Linked DNA regions of Sus scrofa: region 1 is linked to region 2. Evidence: chromatin contacts called from public Hi-C data. All regions are on one chromosome and are shown on one strand. Each heading gives the region's core, a stretch centred on a gene start, on an enhancer-like site or on the middle of the called end of the contact. The rest is flanking DNA. Distances are from core to core; before and after follow the strand shown. Region 1 has its middle 62 kb from the start of PRR15. Region 2 overlaps SCRN1 (secernin-1).

The links. A called contact is a pair of places that touch in the nucleus more often than the background predicts.
Region 1: a contact with region 2 is called in a Hi-C map of embryonic fibroblasts, with 2.6 times the contacts expected there. The contact joins two enhancer-like sites. A contact is called at or near these places in 1 of 5 promoter capture datasets (liver), 22 of 47 Hi-C or Micro-C datasets (adipose tissue, alveolar macrophages, embryonic fibroblasts and 12 more) and 1 of 2 datasets of contacts at active chromatin or transcription factors (skeletal muscle).

The regions. Positions count from the first base shown.
Region 1 is chr18:43,119,606-43,126,408 of Sscrofa11.1, forward strand. No RefSeq gene overlaps it. Among named protein-coding and RNA genes, the nearest start is that of PRR15, 62 kb to the right of the region's middle. Within about 2 kb of position 4,641, at least 7 of the 83 cell types and tissues checked have an H3K27ac peak or open chromatin away from gene starts, as enhancers often do. A contact at or near this core is called in embryonic fibroblasts, where this site is marked.
Region 2 is chr18:42,985,959-42,992,781 of Sscrofa11.1, forward strand. It overlaps SCRN1 (secernin-1), which reads left to right. Exons shown (of 8, transcript XM_021078608.1): 8 at 1-1,968. WIPF3 (WAS/WASL-interacting protein family member 3) reads right to left here. Exons shown (of 8, transcript XM_021078574.1): 8 at 5,537-6,823. Among named protein-coding and RNA genes, the nearest start is that of WIPF3, 36 kb to the right of the region's middle. Within about 2 kb of position 1,568, at least 24 of the 83 cell types and tissues checked have an H3K27ac peak or open chromatin away from gene starts, as enhancers often do. A contact at or near this core is called in embryonic fibroblasts, where this site is marked.

The DNA.
Region 1 (6,803 bases), core at 3,391-5,890, 140 kb after region 2:
TCTGAAGTCGACTTCCTCATACACATTTTCTTGTGCACAGGGGCAATTATTTCTCTGGATTAGAAAAAGGTAGGTGGGATTGCCGAGTCAAAGTCTACGTGCTTTTAAGCGTTTGACTGAGTCAGTCAGATGTTCTGTACTGTGGTTGCTTCGCTTCCTATTCCCTCCCATCAGCAGTGTTTTAGGGTGCTCTTTAGCCCACTTCCACCAATCAAGGTGTTCTTTTGCTTCCCAATGCCATGTGCCGTTGTTGCAGATATACACTCGTATCTATTAACCAAGCGGATTGATGAATTCCTTTGCCCGAATGCAGTCAACGATACTCAGCCTTCATCTCCTCCTCTTTGTAAAAGTGTACCTTCCAGTACATCAGAAATTCGAAAACATTCAGAACAAATGAGACTTTTACACTTCCCTAGAGGCAAAGTTCTGGGTACAAATTAGGTCCTGCCAGTGAGATGCATTCATTGGAAATCTGAAGTCGGCAATGAGGTCGAGGCCTCTTCCTGCTGCTTTAGGAGTTGTTTCTGATGTTGTGTATGATTATGGGGTATAGTGTTTTCTCCCAAGAAATAGTCCAATCTCCTGATTTGTGGGTGGTCAGAATGCCAGTGACTTTGGGATACTAGCTACTTGATCCTGGATCCTATGTGTACTGGCATTTTCTTGGGCTCAGTACCTCCTGATTTTCCATCTCCTTGGCTGGAACAGTTGGGAAAGCTTCCCTGGTGGCTCAGTTCTTCAGTGTTCTTGGTATCATGCTTGAAGACCTAGCCCACAGCCCAGTCCTCCAGTCCTTCCACCCATTCCTAAGCCCCTAATTCCTCATATTAAGTCCCATTCTGCATAAAATTCCTGTGGTGTCTCTGCTTCCTGTAGTTGAACCCTGACCGATACTTGCTGCATAGCATCTGATTTTACTTCTCGTCACAGGCAATGGCCCCATTGAGCCATGACTGATGGCCTCACTTTCCTGTTGGTAGACCAGGTAGTGAAACTCTTGGTATTCAGTATGATGGATTCCACAAAAACAGTATTTTGCTGAGCTTCAGCTGCTGGAGCTAATAGATGACTGTCAAGGGTCCAGCAGCATGGGCAGGTGAGAATCTGGGGATCGGAGATACATGAAACACAGCCAGTATTCAATGCACGAATCATTCGGTTTGCTGCACACAATTAGCACACAACACAAATTAGTCGAAGTAGGGAAAATAAAAAAGGGGGCCATGAGCCACTCCAAGAAGAAGTCTAGGAAGGAGGCAGCTCAGCTGAGAGTGGTCTCTGGTCCTGTGGCGGTTTTCCCAGCAGGCATGAATGGGAAGTTGCCTTCGGCCCCCAGACAGCACTCAGCAGCGTGGAGTCAGGTCCTCCAGCAAAGGGCATTCAGGTCACTCGACTCAGGGGTCTCATTTTAAGGAGTCTCGACCTTGACCTTACACTCGAGGGTCTTGTCTCTCTCAGTTGCCTTCTATTCCAGGGAAGTCTTCCTGGACAAACACTCTTAGTTTATCATTCTAAGACACTCACAGTCCTATCCCAAAGGTTTCAAAACAAGTAACGCACAAGTTTGCATTGACCACTGTGCCTCCATTTTGAACTACGTAACAGAGCTTAGTTTAAATCCTATAATTTTCACAGAGGAGGTGTAGGAATCATAACATGAAAGAAATCACATCATAACAGATGTTAGGAGCCCCAAGCTTCAATTCTGTAGCTCGTGTTCTGGTCTTGGCTCTGGATTTTACCAGCCCATGAGCTTAATTAAATCCATTACCACTTCTGGGACTGAATTTCCTGGACTTTAAAAGTTTCCAAAATGAAATAAAATAAAATATTCCAGATGGCTTTTAAGGCCATTTTAACTCAAAGACTTTATAATCCTATGCACTTCTTATCTGAACCTAATCATGAAATGGTTAACTGCTGGATGACATCATAAACCACTAAGAATTAAAAACCTTGCAAATGACATGTTTGCTTCCCTTCTTCTTTGTTCTGCTTGTCAGTCTGAGGTGCTAAGGTTTCTGTGTTCTGTCTGCTTTCTTTTGTTTTGTCTTCCATTAATAGTAAATTGACATAAAATTGCAGTTCCAGAGAATTAGAGGTGTTGCTATGGAAACAGCCTGGACTCATTGATGTAAACCTTAGGCTGTTGATGCTCTTCTCTGAGGTACTAGTAAAAAAGAAAACACAAGACAAATGTTACAGTAAGAATGACATTTTGCTTTTGGGGGAAGGGGCCCCCACTCTAAAGGCTGAATCTGAAAGTATGTGCAGGCGTTATGGCAGGGTTTTGGAGAGACCCCAGGTCTAGTGATGCTCTGACCCAGCAGTGGACATGATGTAGCAAGACTGCAATGTGGGTGTCAGTCCTTGCCTGCACCCGGGTTACAGAAGATGCTCAAAACTCATTATGATTAACGTGCAGTAAAAAATACCTCCACTTCAGTCTTATTGGTCATGGCTCAAAATTGTCCCCCTTTTTGGGACCCAGTGAAATTCCTCTTCCCTTTCAAAATACTTTACGTTCAGAATGAAAATTTCCTATTGTTGGCCTCTTCCTTCCTTCCTTCCTTCCTTCCTTCCTTCCTTCCTTCCTTCCTTCCTTCCTTCTTTTCTTCCCACCCTCTCTTTCTTTCTTTTTAAAAAACTGAATTACAATATATATGTATAATAAAATGCACTCACTTTCTGCTTGATGAATTTGGCCGATGGTGTATATAGTCATTTAGCTTCCACAGAAATCAGATAGAACGACTCCGTCGTCCTGAGACTCTCCCCCTGTCCCTCTTCAGTAGATTCTCTCCACGCTGATCCCCAGCCCCAGACGAGCACTCATCTGCTTTCTGTCAGAATAGATTTACCTTTAGTAGAACTTCATGTAAATGGAATCAAACGGCATGGAGGCTTTTGTGTTTGACTTCGTTCACCTAAAATAATATTTCTGAACCTCATTCATGTGGTCGGATATATTACTTCATTCCTTTTTTCTTGCTCATCCATAATATGGATCTCTCACAATTTGTTTATCCACTTGCTGACAGAAATAGATGCTGTGATGCTGTTTCCAGTTTCTGGCAAGAATAAAGAACGCTGCTACATACCAGTCCTTGTGTGGCATAGATGGTATTGAATCACTACCTCAGAGCAGGATTGCTGGGTGGTATGGTAAGGGTAAAAAGTGTTTCAACTTTAAAACAAACCATCAAGCAGTGTCCAAAGTGGCCAGACCATTTTGCAATGTCTGAGAGCCCTATGTCCTCGCAGCAATAGGCATCCCCCCTGATCTCTGTACGTGTCTTGGGTCTTGTTGTGAACAAGCCCTGATTTATAAACCATACTTTGCGCCAGTGCTATTCTAAGCCTTTCACAGGACACTGTCCATGATCCCAAGCAGAATCTGAAACATCGTCACCAACCAGAACCACAGGACCTCGTGCAAAACTCTCCTTGGATTAAGAAAATGAAAATTATGCAAGTCTTACATAATCAGTGGGTCAGCAGGTATGAAGTCCTCTCTAAAGGGTTGATTCAAAGGAAATAAATAATTATGAGAGGAATTACTGGGCTTTGGGGTTAAGAACCTGCTGGACATTGAGATACCTGATTTATCACCCTCATCACAACACACTTTCTAAAATAATTCAGGAAATCAGTTGCAAATTGCAACTGCCCTGTGGATTAAATGCATTAGTTTGCTGCTGCATTCTAGAAGTTTTATTAACCGAGGTGTCTAAGTGGCTCCTGATCAGGATGGTAGGGAGCTCCCTGGTGGCCTTGTGGTTAAGGATTTGTTGTCACTTCTGTGGCTTGAGTTGGATCCCAAGGGCGGCAACTTCCGCATGCCTTGGGGATGGCCCAAAGGATGGTAAAAGGTTTCCCTGACTCCTTAAGCCCCAGAGATGTGGGGCCTTCATAGTTGAGCCATCATCGGCTACCTCCTTATCACAGGGACCACTTCACCCCAGGCCAACCCCTCTCTCCTCTTCTATTCAAGGGCTGCAATTAGAAATAGTACTTTATTCTATTTCAAAGTAGCTTATGTTTCTGATTATAAAAAATAAAACATAACATGAAAGTGAAAAAAAAAACACAGAAAGCCTGAAGAAAAAAGCTCAAGTGAATCAAAGCACCATCTCTCAGAGATGAAAGATGCTAAATTCATGAATATTCTTCCATATTGTTTTCTGTGCCTATACAGACACACACTCTTTATGCACAATTTATGTAACACTATTTTCATGAATTGCAGCACACTCAAGCTGAATTTAACTTATTTCCTTTTATTCAAGGTATTTGTAGACTTCTTTCCAACTTAAAATTGTATATCCCATCATCATTTGTAATGATTACATAGTGTCCTAGTTAACAAGTTTAGTTAACTTGTTTTCCATTGATGGATATTTTTAACAATTAGACAGAGTCAGAGCAGTGCAGATGGACATGCTGTGAGCTTATTTATAGGGAGGCTCTCTATCCGCTTCTAGTCTATTTTCTTATAGTACAAATAAGAGAACACTTGGTATGTAGGTGATAAGCTCTCCGAACATAGGCACCAACACTCTTGGAGACACACCAGGCTGTGTAAAGGCTTGTCTGACATCATCAACCGTAAGCTCCTGGCAAGCCTTTAAGAAACAGGATTCAAGCTGCCAGAGGGAAGGGAGCCCTCATTCCTTTGAGAAGCTGAATTTCCAGGCAGCTAGGCACAGGGAGTCGCTGATTAGACAACTCTGCCTGGCTCTCTCCACAGGCTCGTTGTCCTGAAGACTCAGAGGAAGATCCTGTCTAATAGAGATCTGCTTCTGGTAAAAATGTTAAACTACCAAAGGATCACTCCCGGGGCTAGAGGGCCGAGCTTGCCTTGCTACTTCCCTTGTGGTCTGGAGTGACCTTCCATCAAATTTGTGGTCTGTCTCATCTTGACTCAGCCTAGCTTGCAAATTCCATCTTGCAAAATCCTCCTTTGCATGTTGGAAGCTTATCTTTAATTCTTACTCTCCCATTGCATTTTTGCTGTTATAATCTTAACACTCCCGCAGTCCCTGCCTGCGATGCCCAACTAGGGAGAAGGTGGCATAAGACAGAAGCGCATCAAGGAAGGTACACTGACATTTTCCAAAATAAGTTTCTTTTGGCATCCTTCAAAGAATAAATTTGTAAGATGTTTTAAAGTAATTGCTGTTGTTATAAAGCATTTAAGTAACATAGCGTTCCTAAAAACTAACCCCTAATATAAAGTTCCAATTTCACTCTGCTTGAAAAATCATCATGGCTTCCCAAAGCTTGCAGTGTAAAGACCTTATCCTGTATGATAAAAAGACAATTTATATTCTGACCAGCCACCTCTCTTCCCTCATTTTCCACCTTATCACGGACACTAGAGAAAAATATAACCGTAACAAACTTCTCAAAATATCCCTCCAATGGCTCAGGATATTTTATCACTTTGTGATGCAACTCAAATGTCTGTCTTTACCTAGAGTAGGGCGTCTCAACCCTGACTGTCCATTAGCACCATCTGGAGCACATCTAAACAATTTATGCTTATTTATATTTTAAATTTTAAAATGTTACATACCGGAGTTCCCGTCATGGCGCAGTGGTTAACGAATCCGACTAGGAACCATGAGGTTGCGGGTTCGGTCCCTGCCCTTGCTCAGTGGGTTAACGATCCGGCGTTGCCGTGAGCTGTGGTGTAGGTTGCAGACGCGCTCGGATCCCGCGTTGCTGTGGCTCTGGTGTAGGCCGGTGGCTACAGCTCCGATTGGACCCCTAGCCTGGGAATGTCCCTATATGCCACGGGAGCGGCCCGAGAAATAGCAACAACAACAACAACAACAACAACAAAAGACAAAAAAAAAAGACAAAAAAAAAAATAAAAAAATAAAATAAAATAAAATGTTACATACCAAGTACATTTACCAAAACTAGGAAATCGACATTAGCACATTAGTAAGTAAGCTATAGACTTCATTTGGATGTCATCAGTTTTTCCGCTAATGTCTTCTGCCTGTTCAAAGGGCCAAACTAGGAAATCATATTGTATTTACTTGACATGTCTCCTTGGTTTCCTCCAATCTGTGGGAGTTTCTGTCTTTCTTTGTTTTTCAGGATCTTTACACTAATCAGGTATTGGGTAGGATGTGCCTCTCGTTGGTCTGATGTTTTCTCATGACTGAATTGGGGTTGTGGGTTTGGGGAGTAGAAAACCACAGAGGCTATGTGCCCTTCTGTTGCTTCATATCAGGGGACACGTAATAGCAGCAGGACTTTTTCCAGTGAAGTTATCACCTTCGATCACTTGGTCAGGTGGTGTCTGCCAGGTTTCCCTACTGGAAAGTTACTGTTTATCTCCATTCATGTGGTTGAATTGGAACAAACAGTCGGCCGGCTATTTCTCCAGCAAACAAGGTTTTTGGGGGATCAGCAGAGCGTAGCATTTGGGGCCTGCAAGTTCCTACCTGCCAATGGAAGGAGAATGCCTTTATAGGGAGGAAAAGGAAGTTGGGGTAGTAAACAGAGGCCTTGGCTTTTCACTGGCACAGTTCTTGCCAGAAAGAAAAGGTCTTTCTTCTTCCTCGGTCTTGCTGGACATGAGAGCTCCCCCTTCTGGTCTCCCAAATGTATTTTAACTCAAGTTTCTCTTCATTAATTTTCTTCACAGTATCTTAATTAGCAAGTCACTAAATCCAGCCCACACTCAAAGGGAAGGGAATTAAGCCTCACCTTTTCGAGAGAGAAGCATGTTTTTAAAAATGTAAGCTTAAGTCAAATACATATTTTGAAGGAGACACTTTAGG
Region 2 (6,823 bases), core at 318-2,817:
GATCCAGTATTGTCACTGCTGTGGCTTGGGTCACTGCTGTGGCATGGGTTTGATCCCTGGCCGGGGAATTTCCGCATGATAAACAAAGTAAAAATTTCCACCACGTGGTCTCACCTCTGTGTGTTATGGAAACATTTCATCAGACCTGGCATGTCTGAGATACCCTAGGGGTTTGACCAAAAGAAGTCTAGTGAGAATAAATTACACAGAGGCCTGCTTTCATTATTATGGGCCAAAGAAAGGTCATGGATAACCCAGACAGACTTATGCCCTTACCCAGCCACTGTGCAGCGGGAAAAATGCTGGCTATTTCAGCTGTTAGGGACATTGACCTCAGTCCAGCAACCCAGGGAGAGTGAGAGTTGAGAGCAGTCTAATTGAGAGTTGCCGTGGCGGACGCTGATACATCACAATTGTGGTGCCACTGTTTTACCACTAGAGGGCGTGGCAGCCCTTCCGTGGCACAGCCTGGCAGACGCTCAACAGGGCTGGGATCCTTCCATTAGGCTTGTACACAGGTCTTCTGTGTACAGCTAAAACCCAAATAATCGTGGTGGACCGGTTCTTCGTGCGTTGGGATTTGTGGGTAAAGACAAGAAGAGGGCAAAGAATCTGCTGATGTGGCTGTACTCGCTTCTAGTGACTTAGATTAACAGCTTGAAATACGTAGTTGGATTTTGAGTGCACTGTTGCAGGGGAGATGTTTGTTTCTAAATGCTCCTAACAGACTCTGCTTTTGGAAAATGCTTATCATTACATGGATGCCTTCTTGACCAGGGATTGCTTTTCTGAAGGCAGTATGGGGAAAGTGAATGTTCAGGATGAACAATGAAAATCATGTTTAAAGGTCAGTATGTAAATAGCCTCCTAGCATACCTTGTGTGTATCCATTAAGACTTGGGGGAGGGTCAGGGGCTGTGCATGCCTTGTGCAGAAAGAAGACACGGCCGTGAAGGACAGAGTCTTTTCCGATCCCCCGCGTCCCACACCAAACATAAATAAGGTGGTTAGTTTTGGTTAGTAAGTGGGATTCACCATGGATGAAGGCTCATACCAGGGAGGGGCAGAAGCCCCAGTAAATTAGCAAAGCAGAAGTAGTACCTCTTTCGCTTTCGGAGGCGGTTTGGAATTTTAGGTGTATACTTGAAACTATGGTGATTTAGTGCCCTGTAACCTAAGACAGTGTTATTATTAGAGCCCTTCTGATAAGTGCTCTCCCAGAGCAGGTGTATGCCTATTAGACATTAGCAGTGAAGTTCCTTCACTATTGGGTGAATTATTACATATAAAAATAATTATCAACCAGGCAAACTACTTTGCTGCCTGATGTCATCCCACATGGGTACAGGTGTTACACAGCTCTGCCTGGCCCAGCAGGAAAGCCAGATGGGACCAGTGTGTCTGTTACGAAATCACTAACTGCATACCTGACTGACAGGCAGGCAGGTCATTTCTGGGGAAGGTCTCCAGCTGGGCTCAGCTTTGGGAGGAAGCACACAGAGGAAGGAGGGAAGGGAAGCCACCAAGCTGGCCGGTCCTCTCTGGAGGGGGAGGGGTGGCAGGTCACGTGACCTGCAGGCCATCACTGCCTTGTGCTTCCTTGCTGCCATGGCATTTCATTCCACACGCTCCTAAGTCCCAGATCCCCTCCTACGGTTTGTATCACATGTGCTTCTTCTGATTGAATCCAGATGTCCCGAGACGTCAAGGCTGATTTCTCGTGGGGATGTATCTGTACGTGTTTGCGGTCATGCTGTGAGAAGTTAAATGTGTGAGCTGGAAAATGCTATGGGCAGAGAATAATAAAAAGGAAAGTCTTCCTGTTTTCCTGCAGTGGGAACTGACTGTGTAGTCTTAACAGCCTTTTGTACAAATATCTGCAAACCAGATAACTTCCCCATCCAGCGCTTGTTCTTGGAATTGTGTCTAAATACATCCAGCATACAATAAAAAAAATACTGAAATGAATGCCCTGTGTCCTTGCGTATGAGTAAGTGAATAAGTGTGGGTGTCGGTCACAACATGGGAAATGCATCAAGGGGATGTTATTTTCTGGCTGGAATTTTTGGCAAAGTCAACCAGTTCAGCATTTCCTCCGTTTATCCATTCCGTGGATAAAATCACTCTTTAAAATAAGCACAAAACCGTAAGATACCACTTGACACCCATCAGGATGGTTACTATTTAAAAAAGGAAAATAAATGTTGGTAAGGATATGGAGAAATTGTAACTCTGCGCACTGTTGGCGGGAACATAAAACGGGGCAGCTGATATGGAAACTAGTATGGAGATTCCTCCAAAAAAATTAAAAGTAGAATTAGCATATAATCCAGCAATTTTACTTTTGAGTGGACCCCAGAGAACGGAAGGCAGGGTCTCCAGGAGGTATCTTTCCACCCATGTTCACAGCAGTGTTATTCACGATACCCACAAGGTGGAAGCACCCCAAGTGTCCATCAGGGAATGAATGGATGAACAAAATCCAAGCAATGGACTATGCAGCCTTAAAAAGGATGGCAGTTCTGGCCCATGCTACAACACGGATGTGCCTAGAGGACATTATGCTAAGTGAAATAAGCCACTCTCAACGAGTCAAATATTTGATTCCACTTTTTGGGGGTACCAAGAGCAGTCAATCTCAGAGAGCCGGAAAAGAGAATGGTGGCTGCCAGGGACTGGGGGAAAAGGGGAAGGAAGAGTTCCTGTTGAAGGGGTACAGAGTTTAAGGTTTGCAAGCTGCTAAGAGAGTTCTGGAGACTGGCCATATAACACCGTGAATGTACTTCTCATGACTGTGCCCTTGAACGTGGTCAAGATGGTAAGTTGTTTGTGTTTTTTTGGCTGCACCCATGGCACACAAAAATTCCTGGGCCAGAGATCGAACCAGAGCCACAGCGGGACAACACTGGATCCTTAAACGGCTGAGCCATCAAAGAGCTCTGGTAAGTTTGTTGTGTGTATTTTACCAAATTTAGAACAGTCATCAGAATGGCTGTTGTCATCTATAACAAACCTCTTTATTTTAAAGCCACAGCAGCGCCACTGGAGGAAAGGATGCCACTTCAGGAAAAAACCCAGCTCTCTCCCCTCTGTGACCTAGAAACGCCAGACTGCTTCCATGATTTTGTCTCCACGTGACAGGTAAATGCAACTAAATGTCTTGTTCGTGAAAACAGGACTTAACCACTGGCAACGTGTGACCTCTGTCAAGGTCAGAGTGGATGTCAGCCCTGTTTACACGCCAAGGAGCTGCTGACTCTTTAATCTTTTATTCTCAGCTCTTTTTTTTTCATAAACTGCAAGACTCCAAAGTTACCGAGAATGTATGAGTTGGCTAGGGCTGCCCTAACAAAGGCCTGCAAACTGGGTGGCCTCAACAACAAATGGATTCTCTCTCACAGTTTTGGAGGCTAAAGTCCAAGATCAAGGTGCTGGCAGGGCTGGCTCCCTCTGAGGGCTGTTTCGTGCCTCTCACCTGGCTTCCGGTGGTTACTGGCCATCCCCGTATCTCTTGGCTTGGAGAAGCATCGCGCTGGTCTCTCTCTTCCTCTTTGTATACGACCCTCCCTGTGTGTCTGTGTCCACATTTCCCCATTTTACCAGTCACACTGGACTTGGCAGGACCTCAGCTGACACCTGCAACAACTCTCTCCCCCTATAAGGTCACTTTCTGAGGTGTGGGGTTAGGACTTCAACACATGAACTTTTGGAGGATGCAATTCGATTCATAACAGAACAGGTTCACGAAGGATGCCAAAGCCTCCTGGGGGAAGGTCTCAGCATTTGGAACTTGCTTCTGGAGTCCACAGCCCTTTCTCTCCATTAAGCTTTCCCCACTCCCCTTAGGCCCCACCTGTCCCACCTGAAACTCAGGGGGGCCTAGAACTATGGCCACTTCACCCACCTTCACAGTCAATGGCTTTCAAGTTCATGATCCACTTTGTCACTTATCTTGGGCCATTGCTTTTCTCCTCCACTCAGTTGGGCCCTTTGGGTCATGAAAGAACTTATCTGTGCTTCCATTAATATGACAGCCAATAAGGCAAATCAGGTCCTTAACTAACTCAGATGCAAAGTGTGTAGCAGCTAACTTTGAAATCAGTTTCTAGATGATATTTATTTCAGGAGCATCTATGAATTTTAATTACTGCTCTCTCCTTGTTATCCAACAGCAGAGCTGGTGATCTGGGTAGTTCATCTGAATGGAACTCCTGGGATGCCGCCAGTGAGAGCCCTGTGTGTGACTCTGTGTGTAATTAGCAAACTGCTTGTCTGAGAGAGAGAGAGAAAGAGAGAGTGTGTGTATGTGTATGTGTCTGTGTGTGCAGGCACACATGCATGCTGATACCTGGGTCTGTTGTGACCCAAGGGTTAAGGGCTTGCCCAGGTGTTACATTATTCTATCTTCACAACTATATGCTTACATACGTATTTATGCTCCCATTTTACAGATGAGGAAACTGAGGCATAAACTGGTTAAACTTGGTACTTCCCTAAATTTGTAAGATGCAAAACAGAGATTCAGACCCATGTTTTCCCTGAAGCCAAATGACCTATCAGGTAAACTTCATCTCCCTGCACCACATTCCAAACAGAGCAACTAAAACTTAACCCTGATGGAGATGGAGACGATACTGTTCTACCTAAGACTTTTTTTTATCATTTTAGGGCCACACCCGTGGCATATGGACGTTCCCAGGCTAGGCGTCAAATCAGAGCTGCAGCTGCCAGCCTACACCACAGCCACAGCAATGGTAGATCCGAGCTGCATCTGTGACCTACACCACAGCTCACAGCAACGCCTGATCCTTAACCCACTGAGTGAGGCCAGGGATCGAACCTGCATCTTCATGGATAGTAGTTGGGTTCATTACCGCTGAGCTATGATGGGAACTCCCTAGGGAATTTTTTGAGGAGTTTGCTAAGCAGAGGGGGCAGTGTTGAGTGCAACTTAGGTTGAAAGCTGTTCCATTTTAACACAAGCTCATAAAATTTGTAAGCAACGCTCTGCCCGTCTTATATTAATAAAACTAAATAAATGTAGTGTTACCTACTTTTTACAAGATGCTTTTGAGAAAGTTGTTCCCTCAGCTGGTTTGCCCAAATACCCATCATGAGTTCAGTTAGCCACAAAAGCCAGGAGAACATTCTGTAGTTAGAAATTTCAGCTAAAAAATGAAAGGCCTCGTTTCCTTTTTTTTTTTTTTTTTTTTTGTCTTTTTAGGGCCGCACTTGCGGCATATGGAGGCTCCCAGGCTAGGGGTCCAATTGGAGCTGGAGCCGCCGGCCTACACCACAGCTCACAGCAACGCCGGGTCCTCAACCACTGAGCAGAGCCAGGGATCGAACCCACAACCTCATGGTTCGCAGTTGGATTCGTTTCAGCTGCGAACGGGAACTCCAGGCCTCGTTTCTGACACAGAACTTTATGGAAAGTGGTGGCCTCTGTGTCAGTATGTCGCATTAGCCCTTATGATCCTTAGAAACGGGTGGCTTAGACTGGTACTGGAACCATCGATGGACTTGGACAAGCAAATGACTGGAAGCATTCCCATTTATTAAAGTTTGTTGGGTACAAAGAAATGAATCTGCAGAGGGAACATCAATAAATAGAAAAGACACATGAAACACCAGGGGAGTCACAGATAACAGTGCCAGCGGGGAGATGCGAGGATGGTAGGGGCGCTGTGACTCGATGCCTCTGCATTGGAGATTGTGGGCCAGGGGCTAAGCCTTTGTCCTGTGGACACCACCAGAGTTGAGAGGGCAAGAAGGCAGTGATGGGTCTAGGGAAGAGATGCCAGATTCCTGGGATTTCTCCCTAATTGTGGTTTTTGGTTTCTGCTCATTCCTTTCCTCTGTCCTTGAATGATTTTATTTTGAATTTCCATCCCCGTGGCACAGAACATGAATGTGTAACTAACATCTCATCAAGGCAAGTAGTCTACTCTGAAGATGGACTGCCTTGGTCTGGTGCCTTCCTAATCACGATAATTAAAACCCTTGTAATTATTTTGTATAACCAGGAGGGAAGTGGAGTGGATAGTGTTATAGTAATGAAGTTCTGACCTTTTGGAAACCTTGCAGGACCAATCAAATGCATCAGCTTATGCCCACAGCTGATGAGCAGATACAATTTGGCATGATGTACTCCCCAGGGAAGGGAACTTGACCTTGCTCGCTGCTTCTGTCTGCAACGAGAAAGCACAACGTTGGAGGGCACCAGCTCCACCGTGGACAGCAGCTAGGTGGGTGTGGTCACATGTTTGCCAAAACCCTGCCAACCGTCTACCTTTTACAGATGGCTTGGTCCGGGCCTGATATCCATGAGATGTGAGTTGCATGGGCGGATTGTTTAGAAGGAAACTTATTTCGTCACTGCTCTTCCCAACCTCTCCCGCCCTGATTTCCTTTAATCTGCAGCTATTTTTGAGCACAACCCAGGGATCAGTCTGTTTCCTTCTATTTTCTCTCCTTCCTCTGCCACAGCTTTCCTTCTAAGAATGGGGAACCTCTGGAGCCAGCGAGGAAGCAGAAACACCCTGTGGGTCCTTTGCCCCTTCCAGAAAAAGGGTGTGTGAGAAGGGGTCACAGGTCACAGGCTGGGGCTAGTCGTGGCCCTTTCCACATTCAGGGCTGCCTGAGCTCGTGCGCTCCTTCCCCCGCAGAGGTGCTGCCGCAGGGGCCCAGGGGCCGGGGAACTCTCAGACCAGCTAGGGTGTCTCCGGCTCAGAAGGGAGCTGGCTTTGGCAGATATTTCGGAATATATTTCAGGGTTTCCAGGAAAACCCTGCAGGTGGGGGGCAGGGGGAAGACCTCTGCA